Linked DNA regions of Mus musculus: region 2 is linked to region 1. A link is a contact called in public Hi-C data. All regions are on one chromosome and are shown on one strand. Each heading gives the region's core, a stretch centred on a gene start, on an enhancer-like site or on the middle of the called end of the contact. The rest is flanking DNA. Distances are from core to core; before and after follow the strand shown.

Region 1 (3,708 bases), core at 524-3,023:
CTGGCGCTGTGCCAGGCCACACTTTGGACACCACCAATCGGAAATCCAGAACTCTGGTCCACACCTCACAGCAAGGAAACCATGCCCCTTAGCAAATAGCCCAGGAAGCAAGATAAACATTGTTATCTCCGTAACAACCTAATGAGCTCACCAATTTCCTCTGTAACAGTCAGCCCAGGACTATATTAGTAACAGACAGCTTCCCTAACTTTTGGCCCTGCTTTCAGTTCAGGTCAACCTGAGAAAGCTAAGTATTATGGCCCCTACAGAGATATACAGGAATTCTTACTTCCAGCGATGTCTCCAATTTCCATGAACAATAACCTCCATTGAAGACACAGTAAAACCTTCCCTTGGTTTTGTTCTGAGACTTATCAACTCCTCTGTGCCCTGAGTCTCTGCCACATGCAAACCACAGCCCAACCTTCTTGCTGTGGCACACCCAGAACATGTTCCTTATTTTTTTTCCACAAGAGGAAGTCAGAAATCCCAGTGATCTGCTATTGCCAGGCAGCAAATGGGTCCTGGTTTAATACATAAGACTAAGGTTTTCTTCAGGGATATCAAAGAATCTGAGACTCAACTGGGTTTCTGGGGAGAAGAAATCTGTTTCTTTTGGCTTGTATATCCAAAGAAAATTCATAACAGAAAATTACAGGGCCAGAATATAGACAAAAATGAATGTTTCACAAATGGGAACGTGTAAGAACCACAGGAACTGTGAGAAAGCTACCAGCAATCTTGGTTAAGCTGGCCTTGGCAATTGGCAGCGGCTGTGATCATATCTGGCCACAAGGTGGTGCTGTGCTCCCTTAGCCAAATCCTGTGCCTTACCGCCCTTCCAACAGAAAGTTCTCCTCCAGTCTTTATCTCCCTCTTCATTTGTGTAGATGAAGAAGGATGAACAACTAAGATCCAGAGAGAGGAGTCCTAGCCTCTGGCAATTGTGTTAGATAAGTCACTCAATTTCCCTGGCGGCTTTTTTCCTTTCTAATGACTGACGTTTCCCACTTACTCTAAACACTTAAGTCCAGAAAAATCTAAAGTTTGCCAAGAGTTGAACTAGGACCTAATGGACCCCACAGACCTAGAGTTACCTGCTGTCAAAGCAGCATCACCAGGGATGTCTCCCAGCACCTTTCTACACACAAAAACACACCCTCTTGGGGCTGGCTGGGGAGATGGCTCTCTGGTTAAGCACTTGCTGAGTGTGACCCCTAGTCCTTCCTGCTGTTGGGTGGCTCACAGTTGCCTGTAACTCTAGCGTTGAGGGAATCCTATGCTTCTGGCTCCGAGGGCACCTGTGTTCATCATATGCACTCCTCCACACACACACTAAAACATTCGAAAATAAAACCAAAATTCTTCACTCTTTACTGAACCATTTCCGAATGTTGTATCATGACATGCGTCCTAGTAAGGGTTTCTATTGCTGTGACGAAACACCAGGGCCGAAGCAACTTGGGAGAAAGGGTTTATTTGGCCTTCACTTTCACATCCCTGTTCATCTAAGGAAGTCGGGACAGGAACTCAAGCAGGGCAGGGGTTGGTAGCAGGGGCTGGTGCAGAGGCTTCCTTCACAGGGGTCATTCTGGTAGAAGGAAACCAGCCACACCAAGAGTGTGGTGTGTACCACTAACCTCACTAGACCCTAAGGACAGAGGAATGCAATCTGCACTGCCAGTTCTTAACGCTCTTTCTAGGGCTCACTGCCACACGTTTCTTTACAACTGAAATCTGATCAACTCAAGCCCAGAGAGAAGCGGTCAAAGTCTGAAGATAGGACGACAGACGAGCATGCGGCACGATGCATGCTGGGAAAGATGGGGCAGACTGTAGATGAACACGGAAGCTTTCCACCTGGTCTTGGCATACATTGGGAATTTGGACTGATGCGTTTTATTATTTTCGGTGCACGGGCACCCAGAGTACTTAAGTATTTACAGGGTGCCACCGAGAGTAGACAAAAAACATCAAATGACAACGATATCCACACACTTGACAGAAACAGGTTCAGCAAGCCTACAGCGCTCACTGCTTGTTTGTGTTAGTCTGGGCAAAATTACCACAAACCAAGCTCCGAGGGAGCACAGCCAGCCATTGCATAACCCTGTCCCAGAGGGCTGAACCGAAAGATCAAAGGCAGCTGGCACTGAGTGCTGAACAGCCCAGCCATCAGGTCTCACGAACTGAACAGGCCCAACACAGATGGAAAATGTCCTGGTGTTTGTCTCCAAGCCTTTCAGACGCCGGCCAAATGGGAGAAAGCACACAGGCAGCACCATCCGCCCCAGAGGCAGCAAGGGAAGGCTTAGAAAGCTGTTTTCCAAGGTGATGGTTGGAACTTACAGTGTTCAGGGGTTAAGTGGGAAGCTGGGGAGAGGCTCAGTGAGGAAATGGGGTTTGCCCTGCAAGTCTGGGGACCTGAGTTTGAGTCCCAGAACCCAAGTTAAGGTGGAAAAAGACAACGGCCAGGCCTCTCAGCAGGAAGTATTCCGGTCATATTGGGACACAAGCTCTCCTCTCCTTTTTACAGTTCTCATCCAGGAATCAAATGGCTCCTTCTACTGATCCCCCAAAGTTATCTTCAGATCTCCATACATACATCACACAAACATTCTATACACACTCCATCACATACACACCTTTGTACAGACAATAGACAGACACACATTAGTAACAATAAGATTAAAAGTTTTTTTTTATAAAGAACAAAAAAGGGTTGTGCATGTATGTTGGGCCATAGGCAAAGAGTCTTATAGAGAAAGCCCTTCTGATCTGGGGGTGGAGGCTGCAATACAGATGCATTATCTGCCTTGCATATTCTAGAAGCTACTGGCCACAAAGGTGTCACCTTCCCCCACCCCCAAATAATTTTCACTATATTTTATTTACTCTGTGTATTAATTTTCACTATATTTTATTTACTCTGTGTGTTAATTTTCACTATATTTTATTTACTCCGTGTGTGTTTGTGTATATCTGTATGAGCATGCCACACCACAGCACCCATGGAGGTCAGAGGACAATGTGAAGGGATTGGCTCTCTTCCTCTGCCATGTGGGTCCTGAGGATGGAACTCAAGTTTTCAGGCTCAGAGGCGATCTCCTTACACCTACTGAGCCATCTTCTAGCTGGCCTACACTTTTATTTTTATGTCACTGGCTAAAGAAGAAAAAAATTATTCAAAGGAGGGCTGGACTCTCCAGTGGTTTTAGCTTAGCTTTAAGACTCCACTGAGAAGCCGGGCGTGATGGCGCACACCTTTAATCCCAGCGCTTGGGAGGCAGAGGCAGGAGGATTTCTGAGTTCGAGGCCAGCCTGGTCCACAAAGTGAGTTCCAGGACAGTCAGGGCTAAACAGAGAAACCCTGTCTTAAAACAAACCAAAAAAAAAAAAAAAAAAAAAAAAAAAAAAAAAAACCAAAAGAACCAAAAACCAAAACCCAAAACCCAAAAAAGACTCCACTGAGAGCGCAGAAGAACAAGTCTAGAACAGTCACAGAAAAGGACTGGTAGCTAAGAGCCTGGCCTGGTAGGGTAGCAGGCCCTGGGTCAGGTGGTAAGCCTGGTGAAGTGGAGCCCTTGTTTCTTATCTGCTGACCCTTAGGGCAGAATTCATAGCTCTGCCTCCCCATCCCCAATCCACCGTTCCTGACAGGTCTGTCTACTGGACTCACAGCTGAGTCGGAACCATAACTCCTAGAGA
Region 2 (3,708 bases), core at 605-3,104, 98 kb after region 1:
AATGGCAGGCCTCATGAGGAAAGCATCCCATTGTGTGTGTGTATGGGTCCTGAATGCACACCAGGAGGCGAGGAGAGACCCATAGCCCCAGTGACTCACAGTCAGCATCTGCACACACGATGCACGGGTTCTTGCCTCCTAGCTCCAGTGTGACCCTCTTCAGGTTGCTCCGGGAGGCGGCTTCTCTGACCAGCTTTCCAACCTTCAGGGCAACAATTAGGCTCTGTCAACTCTTAGATGTGGTGAGCGTGTGCAGGCACGCTTTGGGCACCCTGGTCACCTGCCTCAGTGATGCACCCCAGGCATGATGCATCATACTGTCACCCAGCCTTGGCTCACCAGGCTGACCACTGCAGCGGGGCACCATGCTGGGTGACCTGGCACTCCTACTAGTCACAGCGGAGACTCTGCCAGCCCAATATGGAGGTGGTGCTGGTTTGAGAGGTCTGTCAAGCCAGGGAAACACCAAAGATGACATGTGACATGTTCTCTAGAACCCTTTAAAGACCGAGCCCACCTTGGGAGGAGGAGTGAGAATCGGTAGCTGAGGGAATGCCACAGGACCACCCTCCCACATACCCTGACAGGGTCTCTCTGGGACCTGAGCACTCAGTTGGATGCAGGGCTGGCCTAGTGTGCCTCCTGACTCATCCTGTCAACAAGTTTAACAAGGCACCAGAGCCTCAGAACTGGGAAAGACCTGGGAGACCAAGTCAGACCCTGAGACTTTAAGCTGGAGAACTGTGTCCACATTGCCTGGACCTGTTTAATACCATGCAAGGGAATGATGGTTGTAGGCCAGAGTCTAATTTTTTTTTTTAAAGATTTATTTTATTATTATATGTTAGTACACTGTAGCTGTCTTCAGACACACCAGAAGAGGGAGTCAGATCCTGTCACGGATGGTTGTGAGCCACCATGTGGTTGCTGGGATTTGAACTCTGGACCTTTGGAAGAGCAGTCGGGTGCTCTTACCCACTGAGCCATCTCACCAGCCCCAGAGTCTAATTCTTATTGGACTCTCTAAGGATGCTCACTCTGGTTGCCAAAAGGATTGGCAGGACTGGGGTAGGTAGCATTTTGCTTGTCTTCTTCTTTTTTTTTTAATTGATTTGTTGGTACTCTTCACATATGAAGGATATATAAACATTTGGAGAGCTACATGCTGTACAACTGGTTTTCTCCCAGCTTATTTATCATCGCTTGGTTTTAATGATGTTGTTTATTATATGGATGCTTTACATTTTTATTTTATCTTATCTCTCAGCTATTTTTTTTTCGTAAGGCTTCCAAACTCTATTAGCTATTTATTTAGTTTGGGAACTGGAAAATTTTTCTAATAGTTTACGAATAGGTTTAGAAAAAGAGAAGCAAATAGTATTTGAGCTTCTCAAGGAAACGTCGGTGGGTCTCAAATAATGGAGCAGTTGTTGTCTCTGGCAGCAGCTCACAGAGAGGGCGTACCTCTGTGGAGCCGGTGAAGGCTATCTTGTTGATCTGCGGATGGGAGGAAATTGCTGCTCCCACAGTGGGCCCAAAGCCTGGTACAATGTTCACCACACCCGGAGGGAACCCGACCTGGGAGGGACAAAAACGGCATCAAAGGATCAGACAGACAGCACCTACTACAAACCTATCTGCAGGAGTGGCCAAGAGTTGTAGCCCTATAAAGACCCCAAGCAAAGCAGCACCCTCAGAGGGCAACTGGGTGACACACTGGCCAGGATGCACCCACATCAGCTGCAGCAGTCCCGCCCCACTGCTGTTCTTCTAATCCTCTGTGCTGGCTGCGGGTGAAGGCATGTGAGAGAATTCATCACACCCAGGAAGAGTCTATCATCCTAGCAGGTCCTGAAGCAAAGGCTCAGGGATACCACTAGGTGGCAGTGGCTGTCCTGGATAAGACTGCCAGTGTGTGTGTGTGTGTGTGTGTGTGTGTGTGTGTGTGTGTGTGGTGGGGGTGATGTGTTGGGGAGAATGTGTGTGTGTGTGTGTGCGCACGCGCGCTTGTATGTCTGCATGTGTATACATGTACATGCCTATGTGAGCATGTGTCTATGTATATGTCTGTGGGGCTGTAAGAGAATGGGTATGTGAAAGCATTTTTGTTTGTGAGTATGTTTATATGAGTGTGTGAAAGATCATATGTGAGTCTGTGTGTGCGTGTGAGTGTCAACATATGAATATGAGACGTGTGTGTGTGTGTGTGTGTGTGTGTGTGTGTGTGTGTTGAAGGAAGAAGAGTTATCTTGATCACCCCCTCTTCAGACACACACCTATGCCCTTGCTAAGCCAATATCAGATCTACTCTGCCCAGGTAAAATGGGAAATCTTTCTGTTGTGGGTTTGACTTAATGCTTGTATTATGGGTTCCCAAACTGCACAAGAATCCTGAGTGTGAGACACTGAGGGTCCCGGTCCACAGCTGGTTCTAATTAATAAATAAATAAATGGCAGGGCAGGGGGACAGAGGTGGGACTTTAGATTTCCCAGGCAAGGAAAGCAAGGGAAGAGAGAAGATTTAGAACCCTCATGCCGGGAAGCAGAAAGATCAGGCCTGTGAAGTGCAAGACAGGGAGACTGCTGACAAGTAAGAGTCGGGAATCATGGCCCTGGTAGGGCTGTAGGCCTGGGTCCAGGGCGACTAGGATGGAATATAGGTTTTAGTAAGAAATAATTCAGGAATATCAAATGGGAGGGTGTGTTAGTCATGGGGAGGTTTGGAAATGCCCAGCCATTTAAGGCATATTAAATATAAGGCTCTGTGTGTGTGTGTGTGTGTGTATTGCGCACATGAGAGAGTCTAGAAAATTAGGGCTGGTAGCTGCCAGAGAGAGTAGAGTGAATTTCTCCACTACAGCTACACCCTTCTCCTTGCTGGCCCCACTGGGCTCATCCAGGATTGGCACTTGCGGAGGCAAGGGACTGCTGATATTCCCATACTCACACTCAGGCTATGCACACACAAGGAGACCTCCTTGTTAACAAGACCAACCTAATGAGTTATGCCGTTCCCAGCACAGGGTCTTGTCTGAGACTTTATTTTTAAAATGTCAGTTGAGGATACAGTGTTTGACTCTTAAGTTTCCTAGGCATTATCCTGTAGCTGTGATTTTAGAGCCTAGAGTCTCTTTTGCATGAAAGCATGTGTGGTCATCGAGAGGAAGGTGTGTCCTGGCTGGTTACAGCAGCCCCAGCCTCCCTCAACCGGTACACCACCCCGCTGCCTCAGTCCAGCTGGGAGTGAAACGGTCGCCTTTCTTCCAGCTCATCTTTCTTCCTGTTCTTTCAATCTTCACTACATGTGTGCCGATGATGGAACGGCTGAAATATGTTGCCAGGTGTGTCTGGCAGGTGTCCCTCTAGGCCACTGCTTCCCTGAGTTGTGGCTCCCTTAGGGTGGGGAAGACAGTGGAAAGGCTCCTGGGGACCTACACACAGCTGCAACTAACTACCTAGCTAGCTAGCAAGGCCACCCTGCCCACCTCCCATGGCCACTAAGCCCAGGGTTTGGAGATCTCGGTTTTTGGCCCCCCTCTTGCAATGCTTTAGATAAAACACAGAGAGCTAACTACTGGTTTATGCCTTAATGAGAGAGGCAGGTTCTTATGAGGTCCGTGGTGAGGAATAGCAGCTTCCAGATCAACTCGCATGTGCACAGTCACTAAGCTAACCAGTCATGCCCTTCCTTCTGCATAGTGAGCTGGT

The links. A called contact is a pair of places that touch in the nucleus more often than the background predicts.
Region 2: a Hi-C map of cerebral cortex shows a contact between it and region 1, with 8 times the contacts expected there. The contact joins two enhancer-like sites. A contact is called at or near these places in 1 of 15 datasets of contacts at CTCF or cohesin (pro-B cells), 114 of 484 Hi-C or Micro-C datasets (the 4T1 cell line, the 63-12 cell line, the AML12 cell line and 67 more), 15 of 115 datasets of contacts at active chromatin or transcription factors (CD8 T cells, acute myeloid leukemia, bone marrow-derived dendritic cells and 9 more) and 4 of 9 other capture datasets (adipose tissue, embryonic stem cells, liver and 1 more).

The regions. Positions count from the first base shown.
Region 1 is chr7:66,309,333-66,313,040 of GRCm38.p6, forward strand. All of the region lies in intron 6 of Lrrk1 (leucine-rich repeat kinase 1), which reads right to left. Among named protein-coding and RNA genes, the nearest start is that of Gm45989, 29 kb to the left of the region's middle. Within about 2 kb of position 1,774, at least 113 of the 459 cell types and tissues checked have an H3K27ac peak or open chromatin away from gene starts, as enhancers often do. A contact at or near this core is called in cerebral cortex, where this site is marked.
Region 2 is chr7:66,407,702-66,411,409 of GRCm38.p6, forward strand. It overlaps Aldh1a3 (aldehyde dehydrogenase family 1, subfamily A3), which reads right to left. Exons shown (of 13, transcript NM_053080.3): 7 at 1,465-1,578; 8 at 100-202. Among named protein-coding and RNA genes, the nearest start is that of Aldh1a3, 18 kb to the right of the region's middle. Within about 2 kb of position 1,855, at least 7 of the 459 cell types and tissues checked have an H3K27ac peak or open chromatin away from gene starts, as enhancers often do. A contact at or near this core is called in cerebral cortex, where this site is marked.